2 separate regions of the Sus scrofa genome follow, and region 1 is linked to region 2. Evidence: chromatin contacts called from public Hi-C data. All regions are on one chromosome and are shown on one strand. Each heading gives the region's core, a stretch centred on a gene start, on an enhancer-like site or on the middle of the called end of the contact. The rest is flanking DNA. Distances are from core to core; before and after follow the strand shown. Region 1 holds the start of TRNAU1AP (tRNA selenocysteine 1-associated protein 1). Region 2 has its middle 10 kb from the start of RPL11.

Region 1 (7,339 bases), core at 3,120-5,619, 4.0 Mb before region 2:
AGATTTACACTGAAAATTGTTAATTTTCCTTAACAGCATCCTTAAAGCCGCCACCAGTGAAATAAACCAACTTTTTTTGCAAATACAATATTCAGTTCAAATAACCTTATGGACACTAAGCCGAAAGGTAGGGGCAAAGGCAGTACCTGAGCCCACAAATCTCAGAACATAGTCTATGAACTCCATAAATGTGTGCTGACTGATGCTTAGAAGAATGGTGGGCCAAATCTGTACCTTCTGTCTTGAGTGTTCTAGATTCTTAAGTCCTAAGCCGCTGAGCCACCAAGAAACCCCTCCTTATTTTCTGATACATTTCAAAGTAAATTGCAGATATTGATAGACATCCCTCAATTCTTTCAACGTGCTTACTATTAGAGTTCAAATATTGTTGAGTCTTTCCTTTTAAGGTAAAATTTACATGCAATGAAATGTACTAATTCTTTCAGATGCTGAGCTAGTTCCACCACAGGTTAATTTTGTGCATCTCAGAATTTTAAATAAATGGAATCATACAGTAAGGCTTCTTTCATTTAGCATGCTTTTTAAGATTCATTCATATTATTGCTATATTAGTAGTCTGTCCCTTTGTATTGCTAAGCCATATCCTATTTTATAAATATATCGAAAATACCAGTAGTTATTTATTTACATATGAAGGGATACTTGGGCTGCTCTTTTGGGCTACTGTCATAACACTGCTATGCACATTCTTTTTTTTTTTTTTGGCTTTTTGCTATTTCTTTGGGCCGCTCCCGCGGCATATGGAGGTTCCCAGGCCAGGGGTTGAATCGGAGCTGTAGCCACCAGCCTACGCCAGAGCCACAGCAACGATGGATCCGAGCCGCGTCTGCAACCTACACCACAGCTCACGGAAACGCTGGATTGTTAACCCATTGAGCAAGGCCAGGGATCGAACCCGCAACCTCATGGTTCCTAGTCAGATTCGTTAACCACTGCCCCATGTCGGGAACTCCCTGCTATGCACATTCTTTTTCAAGCCCTTTTTTGGTGGAAACATGCTTTCCTTTGTCTTGGGTAAATACCTAGGACTAGATCTGCTGGGCCATAGGACTAGATGTGTATATGAGAAACTGCCAGACACTTGCCCCCAAGGGTTATACCATTTTAAAGTCCCATCAGAGATGAGACGTGTGGTTGCTCCACCTGGGACTGCATTCTTTTTTTCCTCTTTGTTGAGTTTTCAAAATTGTGGTTAAATATACATTACATGGAGTTCCCATCGTGGTGCAGCGGAAACGAATCCGACTAGGAACCATGAGTTTTCGGGTTCGATCCCTGGCCTTGCTCAGTGGGTTAAGGATCTGGCCTTGCCTTAAGCTGTGGTGTAGCTTGAAGATGCAGCTCGGATCTGGCGTTGCTGTGGCTCTTGCATAGGCTGGCGGCAGCAGCAGCAACAGCAGCAACAGCTGCGATTAGACCCCTAGCCTGGGAATCTCCATGTGCCGCGCTCTAGAAAGACAAAAAGACAAAACAAATGTATATGTACATACACACACACATTACATAAAATTTATCCTTTTAAACACTTTTTTCTTTTTTGGTCACCCCACGGTATATGGAGCTCCTGAGCCAGCGATCCCGATCTGAGCCATAGTTGTGACCTAAGCTTCAGCTTCGACAACAGGATCCTTAACATACCGCACCAGGCTGTGGACAGAACCTATGCCCCAGGGCTCCCAAGACGCTGCTGATTTTAAGTCTTTGTCATATGAAGCAGAATGCACATATAATGTGTCTGTAAGTGCCACCATAAGAAACGGCCAGAGTTTAGCAATCAAGGGTAGGAAAGACTAGTTGCAAACCTTATTTCAATAAACATGAAAACATGAGAAACTATGTCAATGTTTTAAAAAATATAAAGTACTACAGAATGTATTTTTATGCAAGTAGCCTACTATCAGTGTTTTCTTGTCTACAAAAGCAAGAAGAAAAATACCTAGGCCAGCATGATCTATCATTCAGAAAACTGGCCCCTGGGTACCGGGGTTCTGAATACATAAAGTATTCGTTCACCAGGGAGTTCTCGTTGTGGCTCAGTGGTTATTGAATCCGACTAGGAACCATGAGGTTGCGGGTTCAATCCCTGGCCTTGCTCAGTGGGTTAAGGATCTGGCGCTGCCGTGAGCTGTGGTGTAGGTGGCAGACTTGGCTTGGATCGATCCCAAGTTGCTGTGGCTGTGGTGTAGGCCGGCGGCTACAGCTCCGATTAGACCTGTAGCCTGGGAACCTCCATATGCCGCGGGTGCAGCCCTAGAAAAAAACAAAACAAAACAAAGTACTTTAGAGTTGGCCACATTTCAAATCTCTCATCTGTATTTTTCAATTACTTGATGTTTTTAGCACGCTGCTTTAGTACTTGGCACAGAGTAGACACTTGATAAACACTGTCAGATTGATAAGGAATCCTGTTATTTCTAACTAGAACCCTAAGGAAACCTACGACCCTCAAAGAGAAAGAAGAAACTGGAGGCAATAAATAAGAGCACTATTATATGGAAATCTATTCTGCATTTTGTCTTGTTTACATATTTACAGTCTCATTCCCCTGTTAGAATGTAGAATGTAGGAGAGAAATGACTGCATCTGGCTTGTTTCAGTCATATATTTTGGGAATCTAGAACCCTGGCATGTAGCAGTGTCTTACACAAGAGTTATGGGCACACATGAGCTTTGAAAACAGACCTGAATTAGAGTCTTGGCTTCTCATTTAACAGCTGCGTAACTTTAAGACAGTTACTATGCTTCTCTAATAATAGTACCTAGCTCAGGGGTTTTTGTGATTTTGAAATGCTTATTACCCAGCAGATCATGATCTGTTTATATTTACCAAGCATATACCATATGCCAAACACTGTTCTAAATGCTGAATGGGAATTAATGGCACTTAGTCCTCATCAGAACTCTATGAGGTAGGTGCTATTATTATCTCCATTTTTATGGTGAAGGACAGGGAGAGGCTGAGTAACTTGCTCAAGGTCACACAGCACACAGAGCGTTCAAACCCACTCTGGCTCCAGAGTCAGCAACACATTATACTTCCTCTCAATAAGCCCTGAAATGTTAGAATTTATATCATTGTAATAATTATTATTATTTTTTTTTTTTTTGTCTTTTGTTGTTGTTGTTGTTGCTATTTCTTGGGCTGCTCCCGCGGCATATGGAGGTTCCCAGGCTAGGGGTTTAATCGGAGCTGTAGCCACCGGCCTACGCCAGAGCCACAGCAACGCGGGATCCGAGCCTCGTCTGCGACCTACACCACAGCTCACGGCAACGCCGGATCGTTAACCCACTGAGCAAGGGCAGGGACCGAACCCGCAACCTCATGGTTCCTAGTCGGATTCGTTAACCACTGCGCCACGATGGGAACTCCTGTAATAATTATTATTAGGGGTGAGAAGCCTCTGACTCTCCGAAGGATGTTTACCTTCTGAATGACACCTGCAGTTGATCTACTAAGGGAGAACTGAGAAGACAAGAGGGGAGGAGAGAACATACCCAGTGAGGCGATTTCGGATAATTTTGACGCTCATCACAGTCTCTCCCATGGTGGCAAAGGCTCTGGAGATGAAGTTCTCATCCATGTAGGGCTCCAGCTGCGCAAATATAAGAGCAGAGCAGTTCAGGTCAGTACCCAGGCTCCTCATTCCCGGATCCGGAGCCCCTCCCTGCTCAGTCCAGGGTTGGGTGCACGCTGCGGGCAGGAGTAGGGTGAGGGTGAAGAGGTTTCCATCCACTCCGGCGTTCCCAGCCTCTTGCCTTCCTTCCCTTCAAGGCTGCTCCTTTTAGGAAGCCTCCCCCTTGGATTTAGGAACCCCATTCCTGCAGTCCTCGAACCAAGGCGCACTTCAATCCTTGGGATTCTTCCCATTCTATCCACGCAAAGACCCTCCCTTTTTCCCTCCCCAGAATCCAGGCTGGGCTGGGCCCCACGACCCCTCCCCCTCCGAATCAGCCCCCGCACCTAGATGCTAGGGCCTGCTTCGGCATCACTAAAACAACTCTCCTCATTCTCTTCCACCCTTTTGGGATCCGAGGACCCCTCCCCCTCAGACCCGGCCCCTTCACCTACACGCTGGGACTTGCTTTGGCACCACTGAGAACTCCCCTCCCCATTCACTGCCACCCTCTTGAGAGCCGAGGACCCCTTCTCTTCAGACCCTTTTGCCCTCGTGACACTATATTTCTCCTCCGCTGAACCGGGCGGCCGCCCCAACTCACGTCGCCCATCCACAGGCTGGCCGCCATGCCCGAGGCCCCGCCAGGCCTACGCGAGCCTCAGAGGCTGGCGCGTACGCCGCTCCGCGGGGTTGCGGCCTCCACGGCGCATGCGCCCCCATCGCCTTCTGCGCACGCTCGGCAATTCGGCGCCCAAGGCAACGCAGACTGGCGGGTCCGGGTTTTTCCGGATCCCTGTGGGCGTGTCTCGAACCGGAGCCTGCGGGATGGGGCGGGGCAGACACCGCCTTGCGCGGGACCGTGGGGGGCGTGAATGACTGGCTTTCTCCGGACTCTTTCCGGCTTTAAACACACGCGTACGTATAGAATTATAAAAGTAGTGTATGTTCATGGCAAAAACTTAAAATAGAAGCATATTTCCTAAAGTGAAAGATCCCTTTTGGAAGCCTGGACGATCCAGTTCCACTAACTATGTATGACCTCTGGCAAATCACTGGTCTGCCTCCGCCACCCCTTCAACCTGCTTTTCTCAGGTTACGAAACGGAAAGGACAGGATTTCTGTTGACGCTGGACTGGCATCCTTCCATCATTCCCATGCATAGAACTAGGCTGTGGGAGGGGAGAGGAGGGGAGGGCTAACCAACCAACAAACAAATCAATCCCCATCTTGTCACTCTCTTGCGTCTCACGTTCCCTACAATAATCCAAACCACCAGAAGTTCTAACCTCTCCCAGGAAGAGACTTGCCATAGAAGGCCTTCAGCAGACTCGATTTCGATGGCTAGATAATCCTGACAGTTTGACTCTTCGTCTGGGAAGGTCCCAGACCTCAGCCTCAGTTTGATGCCCTTTCCTCAGAATGTGAAGATTCTGTAGATGATGATTGTCATCTCCAACACTGAAGCTCATCGCTTGATGGAGAATCCATTTCCCAGGCTCCTTCTGGGTTGATGGCCACTTATGTCCTTCCTTGCCAGTTCATATATTCCAAACTTATGTTGTTGGGGCCCAAAGTCAAGCACTCTGAAGTCTTGAGATTCAACCAAGTTGCCACATTTCCAGCTTTATCCTATTCATGGCCGTAGTAGTGTAGCGGTTGGGTGCTTCAACTACACATTTGAACAAATGGAGCCCAAATCCCAGCCCCTTCCAATTGTGTTGTTGTTATTAGCGATGTGGGTAACAGCAATGCTTACCTCATACCATGTTTGTCGTATGGAGAAATTGAGAAGTTGAGAAAGCACTTGGCCTAATGCCTGGCATCCAGTAAGCTCTCCAACACAGCAGCTGGAGGACTTGGAATTATGACTGATAACTCTTGAGTACTAAAATTTGCCAGCCCTTGTGGGGTGCTCTTTGATTACTATTTTTAAAATTTATTTTACTTGTGCAAGACTTGTAAGTGTTTATTTTTAATTTAAAATGTAAGCTTCATCAGACAGGATTCCTTGTTGTTTCTAATCAAATTCCCACAACAATGTCTGGCATATGGGAGGCACTGAAAACATTTTTGAATTTGTCATAAATACTAAACAGTTCTCTCCTATCCCATCTATCCCTGCCCCTGAAGGCAACCACTTCCAAATCTTTTCCCTAAAATCCAAGTATTTCTAAATAACATACTTTCTCTTCATTTGTGGTTTCAGATCTTTTTAAGGACTGCACCTCATACATACACTTCACCATCTTGTAATTATAATTTTTCAAAATATCAAACACTTACATTATTATGACTTTGTAAACATTATTTATAGCTGAACCATATGGGGTGATTACATTTGTTTTCAGGTAACCAATTCAGGTTGGAGGAGAATGGGGGAAAAGATAAAATTGAGCGTATTTGATGTGTTTGAACACAAAAAAAGGAGATTTACTTCTCATAGACACTGACATTAAATTAATGATACTTATACCAAAAAACTAAGCATGTGAAAAACAAGGCGATTATTAACCACAGGGAATTTTAAAATGTGCAATGGTCATAATAGCAAAGACTTCTGGAACATTTACTCTGTGCCCAACACTGTTCTAACATATGTAAACACCTACAGAGAGCTTTATAACTCTTACATCCAATACAGGGAAAAGGAACTGAGGTTTTGGGCTCAGGTGGAGGCTGATTTAATCACCAGCCTAGGGAGTTCCCCTGTGGCTCAGCAGGTTCAGGACCCAGCACTGTCACTACTGTGGCTCAGGTTGCTGAGGTGCATGAGATGCGTGTTCAATCCCTGGCCCAGGAACTTCCACATCCCATGGGTACAGCCAAAAAAAAAAAAAAAAAAAAAAAAAAAAAAAAATCCAGCCTAGTCTGTGCACTTGCTAGCTTCTTAGCCTCAAGCTCGTCAGTTCTCAGGAACTTTTTTCTGAGGAAGAGCAATTCCTATTTCACAGGGCTGATGTGAGGATTGAATGAGCTATTATTTTATGCAAAATGCTCAACACTGCCTGTTTTAGGTCTCAATCCACAAGAGCTGTTACCAAGGACAGGGTACTTTCAATCTGCTATATTGTCAAAAGGGAAAACTTCAGTAAACTTAATCCAAATGCACTTTTTTTGAGGGGAGAGTGGGGCGAGGGAAGAGTGGACACACAAGTACTTCTTACAAAGAAAATACTAAAATCAAAAGTGTGAGTTTTCCCTTCTAAGAAGTCAATTTCTAATCAGTATAGTACCTGCATCAAAATGAAAAGTTCAAGAAAAAAAAATCACAGAATACATTTTAAGTCATTTTACAGCATAATTCATTTTTCCAAGAGTCACTGACATCCAAGAATCTTCCTGGCACTAATAAAACTTTCCTGCTGTACATTTACAGACCCACTATATCAGCACTGTCCACTTAACTTTCTACAATTATAGAAATGTTCTATATATTTCTGTATTTGCATAGCCCAATACTATAGGCACTAGCCACATTTGACTATTGAGGACTTGAAATGTGGCTAGTGCAATCGAGGAAGTTCATTTTATTTTTACAAATTTAAACTAAATATGAATAGCCACATGTAGCTAGTGCCCACCATACTGGACAGGTCAAACTCTGTAAGATTTGGTTGCTCAAATGCCTGTGAAAATCTACATCATTATGCATAAGTTATCTTAAGAGATACTGTGCAGTTAATCATCTCTACCAGGTGTGG
Region 2 (7,344 bases), core at 373-2,872:
CACAATGCTAGCCAAATCTAATCCCTCCATTTGTGTGCTAAAAGCAACCCCTCTCACTTATTCAAAGATATTGCTACAGTGAATCTCCCCTCCCCCATACCAACCTTTCTTTCTACTGTACTATTCCAATCACCAGAAAAAGTTACCTTACCCATCTTTACTCTCTGTGACAGCAAAACTCCTCCTAAGAGTTGTCTATACCAGCTGTCTCCAGTTACTCTCCTCCCCAGTGAAATTAAGAGAATCTTAGGCCCACTCTACTCAGGCTGTCACCTCTACCATCACACCAGCACTGCCTCAGTCAAGGACACCAGTGGCCTCCATGCTGTGAAGCCCAGCAGTCAACTCTCTGTGCTCACTCCATTCGATCCACTGGCAGCACTTCCCTGAGCTCATCGTCACGCCCTCCTCGTGCACACACTCTCACTTGGCTTCCAGATACAAAACTCTTATTTTTCCTCCTATTTTACTGGTCCCTCCTTCTTAGTCTCCTTTGCCGATTCCTCTTCTCCCAGACCTTTCAATGCTGATGTATCACAAGATTCAGTCCTGAGTCATCTATTCATCCCACTCACTCCTTTATAATTTCACACAGTCTCAAAACTTTAAATATAGATACCTTGATGCTGAAGATCTCCAAGCACACATCCGCAGCCCAAACTCCAAACTCTGGGCTGCCTATTCCGCATCTCCCCTTGGATGATTAATGGGCATTTTAAATTAAATATATTCAATGGTGTTCCTGTCGTGGCTCAGCAGAAACGAACCTGACTAGTATCCATGAGGACGCAGGTTCGATCCCTGGCCTCGCTCAGTGGGTTAAGGATCCAGCGTTGCCATGAGCTGTGGTGTAAGTTGCAGACGTGGCTCAGATCTGGTTGCTGTGGCTGTGGTGTAGGCCGGCAGCTACAGCTCTGATTTGACCCCTAGCCTGGGAACCTCCATGTGCCGCAGGTGGGGCCCTAAAGACAAAAAATAAATAAATAAATAAATAAAACATATTCAAAATGGAATTTCTAGTTTCCTGTTGTATCTGCTCCAAATACAGTCTTTCCTATTGAAATAAACAGCAACTCCATATTTTCTGTTGATTAGGCCAGAAATTTATTTATTTATTTTGCTTCTTAGGGCCACACCTGCAGCATATGGAGGGTCCCAGGCTAGGGGTCTAATCAGAGCTACAGCTGCCAGCCTATGCCACAGCCACAGCAATGCCAGATCCAAGCCGTGACTGCAACCTACACTACAGCTTACAGAAACACCAAATCCCCAAGTCACTGAGTGAGGCCAGGGATCAAACCCGCAACCTTATGGTTCCTGGTCAGATTCGTTTCAGCTGTGCCACGATGGGAACTCCGAGAACAGAAATTTAAATCATTCTTGATTTCTCCTTCTCTTATATCCCTGGTCCATTTATTCAAAGAAATCCTGGTTTACTTTTAAATTCTACCCATTGTCTGGTAATTTCTCACCACCTCCAATACTGCCACCATGTCAGACCCAACATGACTGCATGGATTATTGCAACATTTTCTCACAGGACTTCGACCCACGCCCTCACAGTCCAGTCTCATCACAGCAGCGTGAGGCTCAACATGGAAGTCGGACCATGTGATGCCTCTGCTCTAACTCTGCAGAGCGACCTTCCTCATTTCATTCAGCCTTTATTATGGCCTGCAAAGCCCTACACAGCTTCCCCACCCCTTACTCCTCTGACCTCATCCCCTCCTAACCTTCCCCTCCCACCCTGCCTAGTTCTACAGGTCTCTGTGCTACATGCCCCCGGTTGCTCTAGCTGATCCTTCCCTCTGGAAAGCTCTTCCTCACGGATCCATTTGGCCAACTATTACCTCCGGCAGGTCCTCCCGAATCCCACTTTCTCACTGAGGCCTGCCTGGCCCCCTTTCCCCTCCCCCTCCCCACACCTGGCTTTTTCTTTTCTCTGCAGGGCACATCATTTTACACACAAAACATACTTTACGGGAGTTCCCCGCATGGCTCAGCGGAAACAAACATGACTAGTTAGTATCCATGAGGATGTGGGTTCAATCCCTGGCCTTGCTCGGTGGGTCAAGGATCCAGCATTGCCCTGAGCTGTGGTGTAGGTCACAGATGAGGCTCAGATCCCAAGTTGCTGTGGCTGTGGTGTAACCTGGCAGCTGCAGCCCCAATTTGACCCCTAGCCTGGGAACTTCCATATGCTGCAAGTATGGCCCTAAAAAGCAAAAAACAAACAAAAACTTTACAATTTATTACTGATTATTTTCCATCTCCTTCCACTAGAATTTAAGCTCCATGAAGACAGAGATCTTTGTTTTTGTTCACTCAGGTATCCTAAGAATCTTCAACAGTGCCAGGCACATAGTGGGCACTCAAGAAATTTATTAAGTGACTTAAGCAGGACACATTTTTTTAGACAGTCGCATATCTATTCAGTATATTGAAATTTAATATGCTGAAAGTATATAAAGTAATATAATACACATGTCAAATCTGTAAATTCAGTAGTGACAAATTCTTTTCATGACTTTTTTTTTTTGGCCATACCTCAGATGCAGAAGTTCCCAGGCCAGGGATCGAACCTGTGCCATAGCAGTGACAATGCCGGATCCTTAACCTGCCGAGCCACCAGGGAACTCCCTCTTTTATGACTTTGAAAGAAAATATGTGGTAAATAATAACGCTTCAGAAATAACCTGAAGGTGGTTTACAAAGTGAGAAAACTCTTCCCTCTATATACAGACAGGCAAATTCAGACCCTGTGCCATTCTACAGGGCCTTCCCAGTGTAAAGGTTGCATGCTGGAACTTTCAGACCTGGCTGAGCATACAAATCATCTAGGATGCTTGTTGCAAAAAAAAGATTCCTATATTTTACTCTAAGCACTTTAGGGTTGGGGCCTGGAATCTGTATTTTAAATAAATGTCTCAGGTGATCCTCCTATAACTAGTCTAGTACTGGACAAAAATTAGGACTTAGGGACTGCTGCTGGGTCAGAAAACAAACAAGGAGGAGTTCCTGTTGTGGCGCACGGTTAACGAATCCGACTACGAACCATGAGGTTGCGGGTTCAATCCCTGGCCTTGCTCAGTAGATTAAGGATCCGGTGTTGCCGTGAGCTGTGGTGTAGGTCAAAGACGTGGCTTGGATCCCATGTTGCTGTGGCTGTGGTGTAGGCCGGCGGCTAGAGCTCCGATTAGACCCCCTAGCCTTCGAACCTCCATATGCCGCAGGAGTGGCCCTAGAAAAGGCAAAAAGACAAAAAGACAAAAAAAAAAAGAAAAAAAAAACAACCGAGGACTCTTTGGCTCAGATGTTCTGACTTCATGACTGAAACACAATTGTCTACCTTGTAGAGTAGGGTTTTTCTAATGGATTAGAATCAGCATTAGGAAAAAAAAAGTTTTTAACAGAACAGATTATAAAATAAGAATGCACTGCCTGTACTAAAGGTATTGTTTTATGAAATACTTTTCAGAGGTGAGTACATATGTATATAATAACAGTGATATAATTTTGTGTGGGGGGGCTGTGGTCAAAAAATGCTGAAAGCTATCGTTGAGAGAGAACAATGAACCTCAGCTTTCCCTGTGGTAAGAATACGAATTTCTGAGCCCTGCAAAGTAAAAATCCGCATTTTTAACAAGTGACTGACACAGGTGGCCCTGAGCTTTGTGAACTCAAATGCGCCCCCAGGACCCAACTCTAGCAGTGCTCTTCAATGCTGAGGCAGGGGGAAGGAGGGGGCTGGAAGGCCCTTGGGAGGAGCAAATACCAACCTTCCATTTTTTGGTGGCGCTAAGGGATGACTGGGAAAAGTACAGTTAGTATCACTGTCCTGTCATATTGGGGAGGGACACTAATTTGTTATTTACAGCATTAAAAAGGTCACTGGATTTTTTTTTTCCACCTAAAAAGTGGAGGAAAGGAGTTCCCATCATGGCACAGTGGTTAACAAATCCGACTAGGAACCATGAGGTTGCGGGTTCGGTCTCTGCCCTTGCTCAGTGTGGTGTATGTTGCAGACTCGGCTCGGATCCCGAGGTGCTGTGGCTCTGGCGATTCAACCCCTAGCCTGGGAACCTCCATATGCCGTGGGAGCGGCCCAAGAAATAGCAAAAAAGACAAGAAAAAGAAAAAAAAAAAGTGGAAGAAGGAGGAATGTGCACTTTTTGTCCACTTAGCAGTAGGGACTGTATCTGGTTCAATGCCATGCTTCAGGGAGGGAAGCATTCAAGTTCATGCTGAATGAATCACAAGAGAGAGAAACGCTCAACTGAGAGAACAGGAAGCTGTACGTGGGCCTCTCCAAGTTGCTGTCATCCTCAAGGCCCAGTTCTTCGTATTTTAGGGACTCCTTGTAAGAAAAGCCCAGAAAATGATCCCCTAAATCTGAGCTTATTCAGTACCTTGACAGTGAATAACCCCCATCATCTTTCCTTTACCAGGAAAAAGAAGCCCTCAAGTCACAGAATAAAACCTCTTACATTTAAGCCTACCACTGACCACAAAGAATATATATTCAATAAATATGTAATCTTTACATACTGACAACAGCTCCTATGTGATTTACATATACTACTTTTCATTCTTATTTTATTTTTTGCTTTTTCTAGGACCGCACCTGCAGCACATGGAGGTTCCCAGGCTAGGGGCTGAATCAGAGCTGCAGCCACAGGCCTACACCAGAGCCACAGAAACTCGGGATCCAAGCCGTGTCTGTGACCTACACCACAGTTCATGGCTCAACGCCAGATCCTTAACCCACTGAGCAAGGCCAGGGATTGAACCCGAAACCTCATGGTTCCTAGTCGGATTCGTTAACCATTGGGCCATGATGGGAACTCCTACTACTTTTAATTCTTGAAAATAACCCTGTAAGGTAGGCCTTGATGTATTTCACACAAGGCCTTAGGCCCAGAGAGGCTGGCTGACTTGCCTAAGTTCCCCCCCCAGGTAGTAAAGGGCAGTGCTGCTGGCTGTGCCCAATCTGAGCAACCGGCTGGTCTTGGAGGTCAGACCCTGGGAGACACAGCCTGTACAGTGAGACACAGCCTCGTGCCTGAGGTTACAGAATGTCAGTGACAAAATGCACACATCTCCCATTCTGAAGAATCTCCTTCCTTTAATTGTAATTCAGTAGTTATTTGGGCGTTTGTCCCTACAGACCCAGTCATTGAAAAGTAAAGACCAACTCCAGTTCTATGATTGCCCACCTTCTTGGGGACTTGGGAAATATACGCTAGCATTTTGTGGGTTCAGTCAACCTAATTTCAAGGAAAATTTGATAAAAGTATATTTCAAGGGGCAGATGTGTGGTTTAATCTTATTAAAACAATCACCATAAAACTACAAAAAAAAAAAAAAAAAAAAAAAAAAACAGCCGGTCTCAAGGTTCTGGAGTATGATGGCCTTGTTTGAAGACTGGTTCTACCACTACTTGTGACTTTGGGCAATTAATACCCTTGCAAATGCCTCTTTCTGTGTGCTCATCATTGTAACACTTCATAGAGTTATGAAAACTAAATGAGACAATATGCGTGTTAGGAAAAAATCCCAACCAATATCTGGTAAAGCCTTCCCCTCCCCTATAGTGTGCCCAGACCATTACCCAGAGAGTAACAACTATCACATAGTTTTCTCCTAAAATTAGAGTTGGAAAAGGAGTGAAGTGGTTGATGGGGCTTTTCATAGAAAACAATTATCTGCTATGGACCTGCAAGGAATTTGAGATGCTTAAATTCCAAGTTATGTGCTCTGATCCACTGTGATATACTATGTAATTAATGATTAATAAGAACCAATCTTTTTTTTTTTTTCTTTTTAGGGCCACACCCGTGGCATATGGAGGTTCCCAAGCTAGGGGTCGAATCAGAGCTGTAGCCGCCTGCCTACGCCAGGGCCACAGCAACGCGGGATCCAAGCCACGTCTGCGAGCTACACCACAGCTCACGGCAATGCCGGATCCTTAACCCACTGAGCAAGGTCAGGGACTGAACCCGCAACCTCGTGGTTCCTAGTTGGATTCATTAACCACTGCACCATGACAGGAACTCCCAGAACCAATCTTTAATAACAAAAAATAGAAATATGCACAGGAAGACACTTCCAGAGGCAGTCACCACAGCATGAAAAGGGTTAAAAGTAGCTATCAAAGCAATGCATGCACACCGCAGGGTAACTCAGGGAGTCAAGAACATCATTTCTGCTTAAGCTGTCAAATGCCTTTGACTTTCAAGTCACTTTCAGAATCCAGGTAACTACTGACACATCTATCACATAACAAATCATCAAATATAATTATACATAATTATAAAATATTCTAAAGCCATACTATACAAGGTTCTTAAATTTCTACAATCAAATCGTTTTTGTTCAGATTTGTGAAAACGCAAACCATCTGCGTTTGTTTTCTAAGCTTTCTGGCACTTGCACCTTGAACAGTCAGTTCAGTTCTCTTGGTGCCCCCACTCCGTGCCTTAGGCTGGATTCCCCTCTGACAACCACAACCATGGTTTCCATAACAAGCTGCTCTGAAAGCGGTTCTGTACCCCCAGGCACCAGTTAGATCCCCAGTGGCAGGCAGCTTAAACCATTTGTGGGTGGTTTCTGGGCCCTGACCTCACCACTCCTCTAGAAGGCCTGGGCCTTAACCCTTTAAGACTCAGGTCTCTCTGGCAGCCTACTCATTATGGTCTTTACCCATCAGTTGGCTCAGCATATATGTGGAGTTTAACAGGTCAGGACCAGCTGGTGGTTAAGCTGCAGGAAAAGGCAAAAGCACAAAATCCAATAGCTCTGCTATGGATGGAGGGCCAGAGGGAGCAATTTACCCTGCTACACAGGACCTTACACGTACTCACAGGACAGAGGGCCAAAAAAACAGGACAAAAGAGCGTCTCCTGAGGCAGTTCTATGGAAATGACATTCATGACATCGGGTGCTGGCTGCATAGATGTGTTTATCCTACACATCCAAAGGATGGCATATTATTGAAGCCACTATAATGACTTATGTTGAGGTGAAAAAAAGCACAAATTAATGTTATTGCTATAGTTTCTATCAAAAAAAAAAAAAAAAAAAAAAAAGCCAGAAGTTACCATTGGCCATGTTTATCAACTAGCTTTTCCAATGGAGAATCTACTGTCTCAGAGCTTCTCATGTATAATTTTTTTTTTTTTTTTTTTTTGACTGTGCCCACATGTAAAATTTCCAGGCCAGGGGTCAAACCTGAGCCACAGCAGCAAACCAAGTCACTGCATTGACAACACCAGATCCTTAACCCACTGTGCCACATAACTCCTCAATGTTTTTTTTTTGTCTTCCTGCGGCCGCACCCACCAT

Evidence for each region. A called contact is a pair of places that touch in the nucleus more often than the background predicts.
Region 1: a Hi-C map of liver shows a contact between it and region 2, with 5 times the contacts expected there. The contact joins the promoter of TRNAU1AP here to the enhancer-like site in region 2. A contact is called at or near these places in 5 of 47 Hi-C or Micro-C datasets (liver, mesenteric adipose tissue, omental adipose tissue and 2 more).

What each region holds. Positions count from the first base shown.
Region 1 is chr6:85,564,460-85,571,798 of Sscrofa11.1, reverse strand. TRNAU1AP (tRNA selenocysteine 1-associated protein 1) reads right to left here and starts at 4,369. Exons shown (of 8, transcript XM_005665150.3): 1 at 4,240-4,369; 2 at 3,517-3,614. The coding sequence starts at 4,266. It overlaps RCC1 (regulator of chromosome condensation), which reads right to left. Exons shown (of 11, transcript XM_005665141.3): 11 at 5,938-7,339.
Region 2 is chr6:81,530,284-81,537,627 of Sscrofa11.1, reverse strand. No RefSeq gene overlaps it. Among named protein-coding and RNA genes, the nearest start is that of RPL11, 10 kb to the right of the region's middle. Within about 2 kb of position 1,622, at least 4 of the 83 cell types and tissues checked have an H3K27ac peak or open chromatin away from gene starts, as enhancers often do. A contact at or near this core is called in liver, where this site is marked.